2 separate regions of the Mus musculus genome follow, and region 1 is linked to region 2. The links are chromatin contacts, called in public HiChIP or PLAC-seq maps. All regions are on one chromosome and are shown on one strand. Each heading gives the region's core, a stretch centred on a gene start, on an enhancer-like site or on the middle of the called end of the contact. The rest is flanking DNA. Distances are from core to core; before and after follow the strand shown. Region 1 has its middle 28 kb from the start of Gm33309. Region 2 has its middle 24 kb from the start of Gm33162.

Region 1 (5,008 bases), core at 2,046-4,545, 210 kb after region 2:
TTTGAGCATGTTTGCCCAGGGAAATGATCACCAGAGGACAGACAACCATTTTGTGGTTGTGATGGAAAACGGCTGGAAAGAAATATAGAAAAATTCCCAGATATTTACAGAGTATCATTGTTTCTTAATTTATTTACCTCAGGAGCTTCCCTCTTTCTAAGCATCATGTTAAATATACTGTATCACTGGGGGGGGGGGGGCAGTATGGTTGTTGTTGTTTGTTTGTTTTTTGAGACAGGATACTGCCTTGAAAAACTGTGTAAAACTGTCTTAAAAGACTGTGTGCCCAGCTGTCCTGGAACTCACAACCATTGACCAGGCTGGCCTTGAATTCACAGTGATTCACTTGGCTACCCTCCCAAGGGCTAGGATTAAAGATCTATGCTACCACACCAGACATGACAGATTTTATTAATGCTTTTAACATTTTTAGTAAGTTGAAAGTAGTTTGCAAAAGTATATTAATTAGCCCCATGTCATAGGATCACCTTCTACAAACCACCTTAAAGGAAAATGGCTTTACTGGGTTTTGTTTTTGTTTTTGTTTTAGTTTAATTATTTATACAAATGTTTTGCCTACACATATACATGTGCACCAAGAGGGCCACTGTTGCTCCCAGAGGTCAGAAGAGAGCATCATGTGAGAGTTACAGATGGTTCTGAGTCACCATGTGGTTGCTGGGAATTGAACCCAGGTACTCTGGAAGAGCAGCCAGTACCCTTAACTTCTTAGCCATCTCTCCAACTCCAGTTTTCCTATTCTTGAGATGAGCCCACTTAGCACAGATCAAAGAACCACTCTGACTGGGTGAATGGCCAAGACAGAAGGCATATAGCTGCTTTCACAGCTTAGCTCATCTAACCCCAAACTACAGTATTAGAAGGGATTTGAGGGATATTTACTTAGATAAATTTTAAACTTGGATCGATAGACTTATGTAATTATACAAGGTTACTTCACAAACCTATAAATATTTGATTTAAATTTAGTTTGCACCATAATCTAAATGCTTCAAAAATAATTTGTCAGGGCATCATAGAGGAAGCTTGCAAGCATGACGTGGGGAATTGAGACAGGAAGTTTGTGAATTCAATGCCAACCTGAGATCCATCAAAAGATCATGTCTCAAAAATAACATCGGACAAAATACCACAGTTAAGCATTTTATATGCCCAGTATGTACACATTAAAGACCATGGTAAGCCAAATGTTCATTTTTCCATGCTTATATGTGTATAGTTCTTGTTGAAGCTGTTTTGTAAATGTCTGTTGATCTTCTGACCTGGTCTTTTCTTAATTAATTAACTAATTCATTAATTTTGGAGATGGAGCCTTACTATATTTTCTATTCCTTTCAGACTCACAGAGATCCATATAGCGCTGCCTCCCAAGTGCTAGGATTAAAAGCATGTGCCCCACGGCCATCTTTATTATTTTTTTTAATGAAGTCCTTCCATGCTTATTTATATAAAATCATGCACATGAATTAATTATAGGATGCACAGGTACTATGAGATAAAAAAAAATCCAGATAAAGTTTGCTTTTGTTCCATATTTTGTATGGTGAAAATACAGTCATCAGGTTTCAGAAACAACAAGCAGGCCAGTCTTATAAAATGCTACACTGGGGGTGGTTTTGTGCCTTCTAAGATCTGGGCACCTCATTCTTCATTTTGGAGATTAGGTAAGTTCACCTCGGCAGAGTGACATATCTGGGTTAATTCTATGTCAATGGTCACTGTCTTGATCAGGGTTCTATTGCTGTGAAGAGATACCATGACCATGGCAACTCTTATAAAAAAGACCATTTAATTGACTTACAGTTCAGAGGGTTTGTCTGTTATCATTGCAGCAGGGAGCATGGTGGCATTCAGGCAGACATGGTGTTGGAGATGTAGCTGAGAGTTCTACATATGGATTGGAAGGCAGTAAGAAGAGTGAACCACTAGGCCTGGTTTGAACTTTTGAAACCTCAAAGTCCAACTACAATGAGACAATTCTTCCAACAAGACCACATCTACTCCAACAAGACCATACCTTTAATAACACCAATCCCAATGAGTCTCTAGGGGCCATTTTCATCCAGACCACCTTGACATCAAAGAATTCAGTATAAAATATAAATTCAATTTCAGGGAAATAATTTTGTTGATTTTAAATTTTTGAGTAAGTATCAGAGAGCAGCCATGGGGGACCAGAGACATCTCTCATGTCATGGCAGCTAGCAGTAGTTATCACGTGGCCAGCAGCATCCTGGACCCCTGTCTGTACTGACCGATTTCACTCACCTAACAATCTTGCACAGTGAGTACAGTTTATGGACCCATTTTATGGATGAGAATAGCAAGATAAAGGTCCTCCTCTGGCAAGCCAGCATCCTGGGATTTGAATTCTCTAGGATCCAGACTCTGAGGAGTGAACCTTTGCTGTGTTGAAGAACCTCTTTGATGACTTATAACCTTCAAGCTAGATACACTCCAGCTAAAAAATAAGAATATGATCTTGCGCATTTGAGGTTTGTTTGTTTGTTTTAGTTTTAAATTATGTATATGTGTCTCTGTGTGGATTTGTGCACATGAGTACCAGAAGAAGGCATTGGAGCTTCTGCAAATGGAGTTACACACAGTTGTGAGCTGCGCCATGGTGCTGGCAACAGAACTCAGGTCCTCTAGAAGAGGAGCCAATGCTCTGAGCCGCTGAGTCATTTTCCCAGACCCCTTTGTTTTTGTTTATGCGTTTGTTTTCTAAGACAGAGGTTCACTGTGCACCTCACTCTTGCCTGGAACTCACAAGGATCGTCTTGCCTCAGCACCCTGCATACAGTTGCAGAGAGAAGGCAGCATGCAGGTACTGTGGTTATCGATGCTCACCTTCCAAAGTCTCAGACAGAAACTGCAGCCTGAACAAACCCAGCTGCAGCCCTTCCTATGTGAGACAGAGTATTTTCTCAGTTCTGTGCAACAAAACCAACTCACCAAGTACAGTGGCCTGTGAGGTGGCAGGAGCCCGTAGCAAGCACTGGCCTTCTGTATTATTAAATGCTTGTATTCATTGAATTGCAGATAGGCTTAGTGACAAGAAAGCGTTACCAAACTAAACTTAGAAATATTCCCCACTGGTGTCCACAGTTGCTGTATTTGATGGACATAGACTTGTCTTTCTTGATCCGGGCAATGACCTCAGAAAACTCCTGCAGTTAGAATAAAACAAACATTAGAAAGGCAATTAAGAGCAGTCAGAGGCATTCAGTGCCCAAACAAAGAGGAGTCTGTCTGTCTGGCAATCACCAGAAGGCAGGAGGCGGATGGTGCTGGCGATGTCTGGCAACTCAGCAGGATTGAGGGCCAACAGCTCCTAGCCTTTAAGAAAAGGTCAACAACACTGGTACAGCCAACATTGACCCCCTCCTGGCAAGAAAAGGAGGAAAGCAGGGAAGACAGGGACCCTTCTGACCTGCCACAGAAACTCCTAGAGGCTTCTGTGCTCCTCATATTGGTCAGGCTAGCCAATAGTCAAGTGAAAGGGAAGCTGGGAAGGCTCTCAGATTCCCAGTTTCACATAGAGGTGAATGTAAACAAGTCAGGAGAGGATGCCGAACCAGCACAAAGATGATAAAAGTTTTCCTTGCTGCTCCTCATGTCCAGGGTTAGAGCAGTGCTTAAGTGCTCACTGTGTGCACCCAGCGCTGTGCTATGATTGGCTGTAGGTTTTCCTGCCCTGAAGAATTTGCTAGATGAATTCCATAACCAATTTTTTTCAGGGTTAAAATATCATGGGGGAATTCTTAGCCGTGTGTGTGTGTGTGTGTGTGTGTGTGTGTGTGTGTGTGTGTGTGTGGTGTCCACACAAGAATTGAGTCTCTAAAGACACTTCAAACTCTATAGCTCTCTGGGTCCATATAAATAGTTATGAATAAAAGTCTTCCCAACCCCCACCTCCAGTGCCACGGTCAGCGATACATGGCGATCCAGATTGCAGCATAAATGATTTCTGTATTGATTTGATATGGTGGAGGCAATGGGGATTGGCCTGTCAGCCCTTATTTTAAAGGGTGTCAGTGCCACAAGCTTAAGAAACAAGGGCGAGGTATGGGGATGTGTCCAGTGACAGAGTACTTGTCTAGCATGCACAGGTCCCTTGGTCCAATACCTGGCACCAACACATAAAACGCCAATCCATGCCAAAGGATAATACTAGGAAATTAGAGGAAAAATTATACTAAACATAACTTTTCACTGGTTGTTTTTCTTTTCTCTTAAAAAGAGGTTTATTCATTTAGTTTCTTAATTAAATAAATATTCATTATGCATACATTTGTGTGCCTGTATGAGTTTATGTGTACTATGTGTATGAAGGTGCTCCTGGAGGCCAGAGGGCACGAGACCCTTAGAACTGGAGTTAGAGTGGGTGGTAAGCCACCTAAACATAAGTGCAGGGAGCCAAACCTGGGTCCTCTGAAAGAACAATAGCACTCTTAACTGCTGAGCCATCTTTCCAGTCCTATTTTGCAATCAGGTTTTGTTCTTATTGTCCCAGCCTCTTAACCCAAGGGCTAGGACTTTGGAGGTAAAGGACTACATAGTCCATTACCTTCACACTTCTGGACATCATTGATATCCACTAATGAGATGAATCTGTTTCTTCTTCTGGAAACAGAAGGAGGGGAAAGCAACCTGTACCCCCATCCCACAGCTATGGATGGCATAGTTGTAGGAAAGAGCACAGTGTAGGGGGACCCTAAAAGTGAGCACCATCACCCCCAGCTTTCCTCACTCTCACCCTTCTAATACCTTTATAATCATTTGGGGCCTTTAATCTACTTTTCTGCTTGAAATGCCAAGATCTGTAGAAGAATTTTAATCCAGTAACATGGCTGCCCTGGATGGAATGCAAACACACCCTTAGTGCACACCTTTAATTCCTAACAATGTAGGTGATATTCGTTTGTAGAAGGAAGCAGCTATGTTGGATAAGAATGTCTAATTGAAGGACAGACAAAGTGACAAA
Region 2 (4,909 bases), core at 481-2,980:
TGATGATTTATTTATTTTTAGTTTATGTGTATGGTATTTTGCCTGCCTATATGTCTTACACCATGTGTAGCATGCAGTGCCCCAGAGGCCAGAAGAGGATGTCATATCTTCTGGAACAGAAATTACAGACAGTTGTGAGTTACCATGTGGGTGCTAAGAACTGAGTCAGGGTCTTCTACAAGAGCAGCCAATGCTCTTAACCTCTAGGGCATCTGTCCTTTCCCCACTATCGCCTCTTTGAACTAAGTTCTCCTTTGAAGTGTTCTATCCCATGTGGTATCTGAGCTCTGCTGCAGTCTCCAAGGTTGCTGATGAGTTAACTTACTTCTGATCCTTTCAAGTCACATTCCATATGTCTTCAAGTGTAAGACGTACATAATTGCAGGAGTCTACATGCCTTAGAGAGGACCGAGTGAAGATGCAGGATTGCAAGAGTGCAGAGGGTTTGTTAGGGCTTGATGTTAAGGACGTTTTCAGCATGACACACTGTGCATCTCAGAATCATGAACTGTATTTGAGTTTTGAAGGGAGTCTTCTTCAGGCAATGCTGCAGTGGCTCCCTTGGTAAAATGATACACATTTTGGTGGGGAGAAAGGATTGAATGACAGGGGACTTTGGCTGCCTATGAGTTTCTCATGGTGGCTGTAAAAAATGATCACAAATTTACTGACTTAAAACAATACAAACACATCAGTTTATAGCTTTGTAGGCTAGAACTTCGCCATATCTCTCACTGGGCTAAAGTGCAGGTGCTGGCAGGCTTGTTTTTTGCTTTTATGTTTTTTGGTTTTTGTTTTTTTTTTTTAATGGAAAAAAATTAGATTTCCTGTCTTCTCCAGTGTTGGAAGGCCTTATGTTTTTTCTGTGTACAGTCTCTTTCTCCACTGTCAGGGCAGAGTGTTGCTTCTCCATGACCCTCCACAGTCATGTCTCTCTCTGACTCTCTTTGCCTCTCTCCTTCCCTCTAAGGATCCTCACAGTGACCTTGATGTCTTTATAGCTGTCTTAGTCAGGGTCTCTATTCATGCACAAACATCATGACCAAGAAGCAAGTTGGGGAGGAAAGGGTTTATTCGGCTTACACTTCCATGCTGCTGTTCATCACCAAAGGAAGTCAGGTCTGGAACTCAAGCAGGTCAGGAAGCAGGAGCTGATGCAGAGGCCGTGGGGATGTTCCTTACTAGCTTGCCTCCTCTGGCTTGCTCAGCCTGCTCTCTTATAGAACCCAAGACTACCAGCCCAAAGATGGTCCCACCCACAAGGGGCCTTTCCCCCTTGATCACTAATTGAGAAAATGCCTTACAGTTGGATCTCATGGAGGCATTTCCTCAACTGAAGGTCCTTTCTCTGTGATAACTCCAGCTGTGTCAAGTTGACACAAAACTAACCAATACAATAGCCAATATAACCTTCCCATTTGAGGATCATCTGATTATCAACTTTAATACCTTAATCCCCATAGCTATGTAACCCTCATATTCATGGGGTCTATTAGAACACAGGCATCTTTGGATGTCATCACTGTGTCTGTCAATCCTAAATATAGAAGTCCCAGTGTGGCAGGGCTTGTGAACATCAGGGATGGGAGGAGACATGAAAGAAACCAGTCATGAACTAGCTTCTTCTGAGTTGTGACCTTTTCATGTTGTTTATTAGACAAAGGAGCCAGAGAGCAGCAAGTGAGTATTTGCTGTAGGGTTGATGTCATGGACATGCAGAAGTGTGTACAGAGAAGGCACTGTCTGTACTGTCCATGCAAAACACCCTTCAGAGCATCATCCCCTTGGGCTCAATAGACAGAACTGGAAGGAAAGGAAAGCTGGAAATGGTGTGTGTGTGTGTGTGTGTGTGTGTGTGTGTGTGTGAGAGAGAGAGAGAGAGAGAGAGAGAGAGAGAGAATTAGTACAGGGATGCATTACTATGGTAGCTGGGGTTAAACTACATCATTTTCTCTCCCTTCTCTGCTCTTGGTGACTGGGCATCAGCAGCTTACTTGTGGGCCTCACTGTTTGTAAAGTGGAATTAACAGATGCGCTGTAAATACGAAGAGAGAAATAAACATACAGAATTGAGCATTTATCCAGGACTTGGGCAATGGCATCCATTCCACCTTTCCCACAATAATACGTAGGTTGCCCTGCAGTTGACAAGGATTTTTCGCAGCTGCTTATTATGAATGTAAGGAAACAGAAGGCCTACACCATAAGCAGGGAGCAGAAAGGAGCCAACCGAGCCAGGCATCCAGCAAACGCAGTAGGAACTGTGCCAGGGCCTCTTGGGCACTCCTACCCTCTGCTCTGTCTGTTGTTTGCGCTTGTGCACTCCTAAGTTGCTATACCCAGGAAACTGCACACACAAGTCTAAGCACTGCTCAGACAATGCAAAAGAAGCCTAGTACAAGCCCACAGTTCAGTCTCTGCAAGCCAGCCCTGCTAGCCAAGGGAGCCCTGTAGCCTCTAGGTAAAAGGGGGGGAGTTCTGAGTTAGCTTCCTGTAAACAGCTGACTTTTGGGCCTGCTTAGGTCAGTTGCTCCATTCTCCAGCAAACAGGACTTTAGAGTAAGAGAAGGAAACACTGACGCATCTATTCTGCTGTGCAGAGGAAGAGTGTTTGCATTGCGTTTAAAGGGCACCATAGTACCAGCCAGCCACACGCAGAAAGCCCTTTGTGTGGTAGCCATGGTGCCTGCCCTGTAATCTCACTTAATCCTTATTTAACCCTCAGGGTTCTGTCCACTTTACATATTGGGAAGGAAAGATACAGAAGAGAAGAGAAGGTTGCTGTCGGTCACAGGGAGTAAGCAGGGAGGCCGAGTGGGAGCCTGGTTCGATCTGGACAGTGGGTTCCCAACAGCGGTGCTCCTCTGTAAATGGTGTAGTTTCTTCTTTCAGTAAAATGCTTTCGGAGTCTTCATTTCCAGGGTCTCTAATCAAACTTCTGGGGAACACATATTCCACATCCACCCATTCTTCCTGAGTCAAGCTTTTTCCTAGGCTTTTCATTTCTCCATTCCCCCCTAGAACAAAGGGGAACTCTGTTCTTTAAGAATATTATCTGTTTATGGGGTCGGGGTGTTCCTTTGCCCATGCTTGTGCTGTGGGATGTACAAGGACATCAGAGGCCAGCTTACTGGAATCAGTTCTTTTCTTCTCTCTTACAGCAGAGTTTCTCTTTGGTATTTCTTCTATGCTATGTGCTCCAAGCTAGCTAGACAGTCTCCTGCCTCTGTACCCCTATCCCACTGTAAAGCTGCTAGGACTACAGGTGTGCACCACCTTATCTGGCTTTGTCCCAGATTATCAAGCTTATCCAGCAAGTGCCTTTACCTACTGAGTCATCTCTAGCCCTCCCCAACCCTTCATTCATTATATGTATGAAACAGATGCCGTTGTGTGCACAGAACTATGTTTGAGTTGTGTGCACAGAACTATGTTTGACTGGCTTTGGTAAGCGAATTCAAGGACAAGTCGCACACTACCCAAACCCTCCAAGCCAAAGCTGGGAGCACAAGAAGGCCTGGCCCTGCAGAGATATAGTACCCACGCCTGTGTCCTGCCCCACAAGCGGCCCAGCCTAAAGAACACACTGATTCTTGTCTATGTTTTCCCCTTTCTGTGGCTCCAGATGTTGTATTTAACTTTAAGAGGTGAAACACTGCAGAATAAATGTGGCCATATGCCCAGGTGTGTGCATTTGTGCGAGTGCTTGTGCATGTGTTCGAGTGTGTATGTGTGTGTGTGCACATGTGAACATACACATGTGCACCCATGTATTTATGTGTAGAAGCCGTCTCTCAATGCCAGCTAAAAATATCTATCAAGCACTTCCTCAGTGCTGGAAATTGAGGGCACCATATGTTTGCATTTCTAGGTCTTCCTAAGAATTATATAACGGCCCCCAAAGCCAAGATCAGGGCCAGCCGTGGGACACATCTCTAATGAGAAATGCTGAGGAAGGCCTGACCTTGAAGAGAACTAAGCTTGCCAGCCCATGGAATGTTCCCAGCCTCGGGCTTTAAACAAGAACGGTATTCAGAGGTTGAACGCTCTGTTGAAAGCAATCTGTCCCCTTGCTTTGTCTTGGGGACTTATCAAGGTGAGCCCTGGCCCTCTGAGGCACTGGGTATCGAGTTTAGAGCTGGGCACTGCTGTCAGTAATCTTCCCAGCCATCTCTAATTAGCAGTCTCTGGGCCCCCCAGGGTCACACAGTCCAGGCAGAAGCGAGATAAGCAAGAGTTCTAGTCTCCTCACTCCCAGAATGGCACCCCAGAAAGGCATCCTGGGAGAAGAGAAGCAGAAAGGTTTTCTGGGAGGAGAGCCATGGGAGGCAACAAAGCCAGCACACAAAAGCTTATCACGGGCTCCCTCCCTCCGTGCAGGCCCTCCACAGAGGGAAGTATCTGATTGCTGCAGGCCCATTGTGGGCCTCTGCAGCTTTCTTCCCTAGAAAACACCCCTTGTCAGCCTCCACTTCTGCTCTCTCTTACTTGACTAAGGCCCCAGTACAGAGGTCTGGAACTTAAAGTTTAATTTTCAAACAATAGCTCATGAACCGCTAGTAGCATATGTATTTGGTTTAGTGGGTGATATTCATCATGTTTAAAATACAGAGAGAAATTAGATTAGACTAGACTTGAATAGGAGTGTAACTGAGGGCACGAGAGATAAATGAACGTAAGCGTGGTGGTGTCTGTTAGAGTCCCGTGAGTGCTGCATCATGATCGAAAAAGTAATTTTCCGTTTTTCCTTTCAGTACTTAGGATTGAACTCGGGGCCCCGCATGCTAGGCAAGCTCTCTTCTGTGAAGGAATGAAGCATATGAAAGTGTTTATAGGTGAAATGACAAAGTCGGAAAGAAGTCATGGTAGAAAGACAGAAATAGATGAAGCAAGATAGACATGATGCCAG

Evidence for each region. HiChIP or PLAC-seq counts read pairs in DNA pulled down with a chosen protein or histone mark.
Region 1: a contact with region 2 is called in an H3K4me3 HiChIP or PLAC-seq map of stem cell-derived neural progenitor cells, with 23 read pairs. The contact joins two enhancer-like sites. A contact is called at or near these places in 1 of 484 Hi-C or Micro-C datasets (nephron progenitors), 3 of 115 datasets of contacts at active chromatin or transcription factors (bone marrow-derived dendritic cells, embryonic stem cells and stem cell-derived neural progenitor cells) and 1 of 9 other capture datasets (embryonic stem cells).

The regions. Positions count from the first base shown.
Region 1 is chr3:101,763,431-101,768,438 of GRCm38.p6, forward strand. No RefSeq gene overlaps it. Among named protein-coding and RNA genes, the nearest start is that of Gm33309, 28 kb to the left of the region's middle. Within about 2 kb of position 3,296, at least 14 of the 459 cell types and tissues checked have an H3K27ac peak or open chromatin away from gene starts, as enhancers often do. A contact at or near this core is called in stem cell-derived neural progenitor cells, where this site is marked.
Region 2 is chr3:101,558,726-101,563,634 of GRCm38.p6, forward strand. No RefSeq gene overlaps it. Among named protein-coding and RNA genes, the nearest start is that of Gm33162, 24 kb to the left of the region's middle. Within about 2 kb of position 1,731, at least 34 of the 459 cell types and tissues checked have an H3K27ac peak or open chromatin away from gene starts, as enhancers often do. A contact at or near this core is called in stem cell-derived neural progenitor cells, where this site is marked.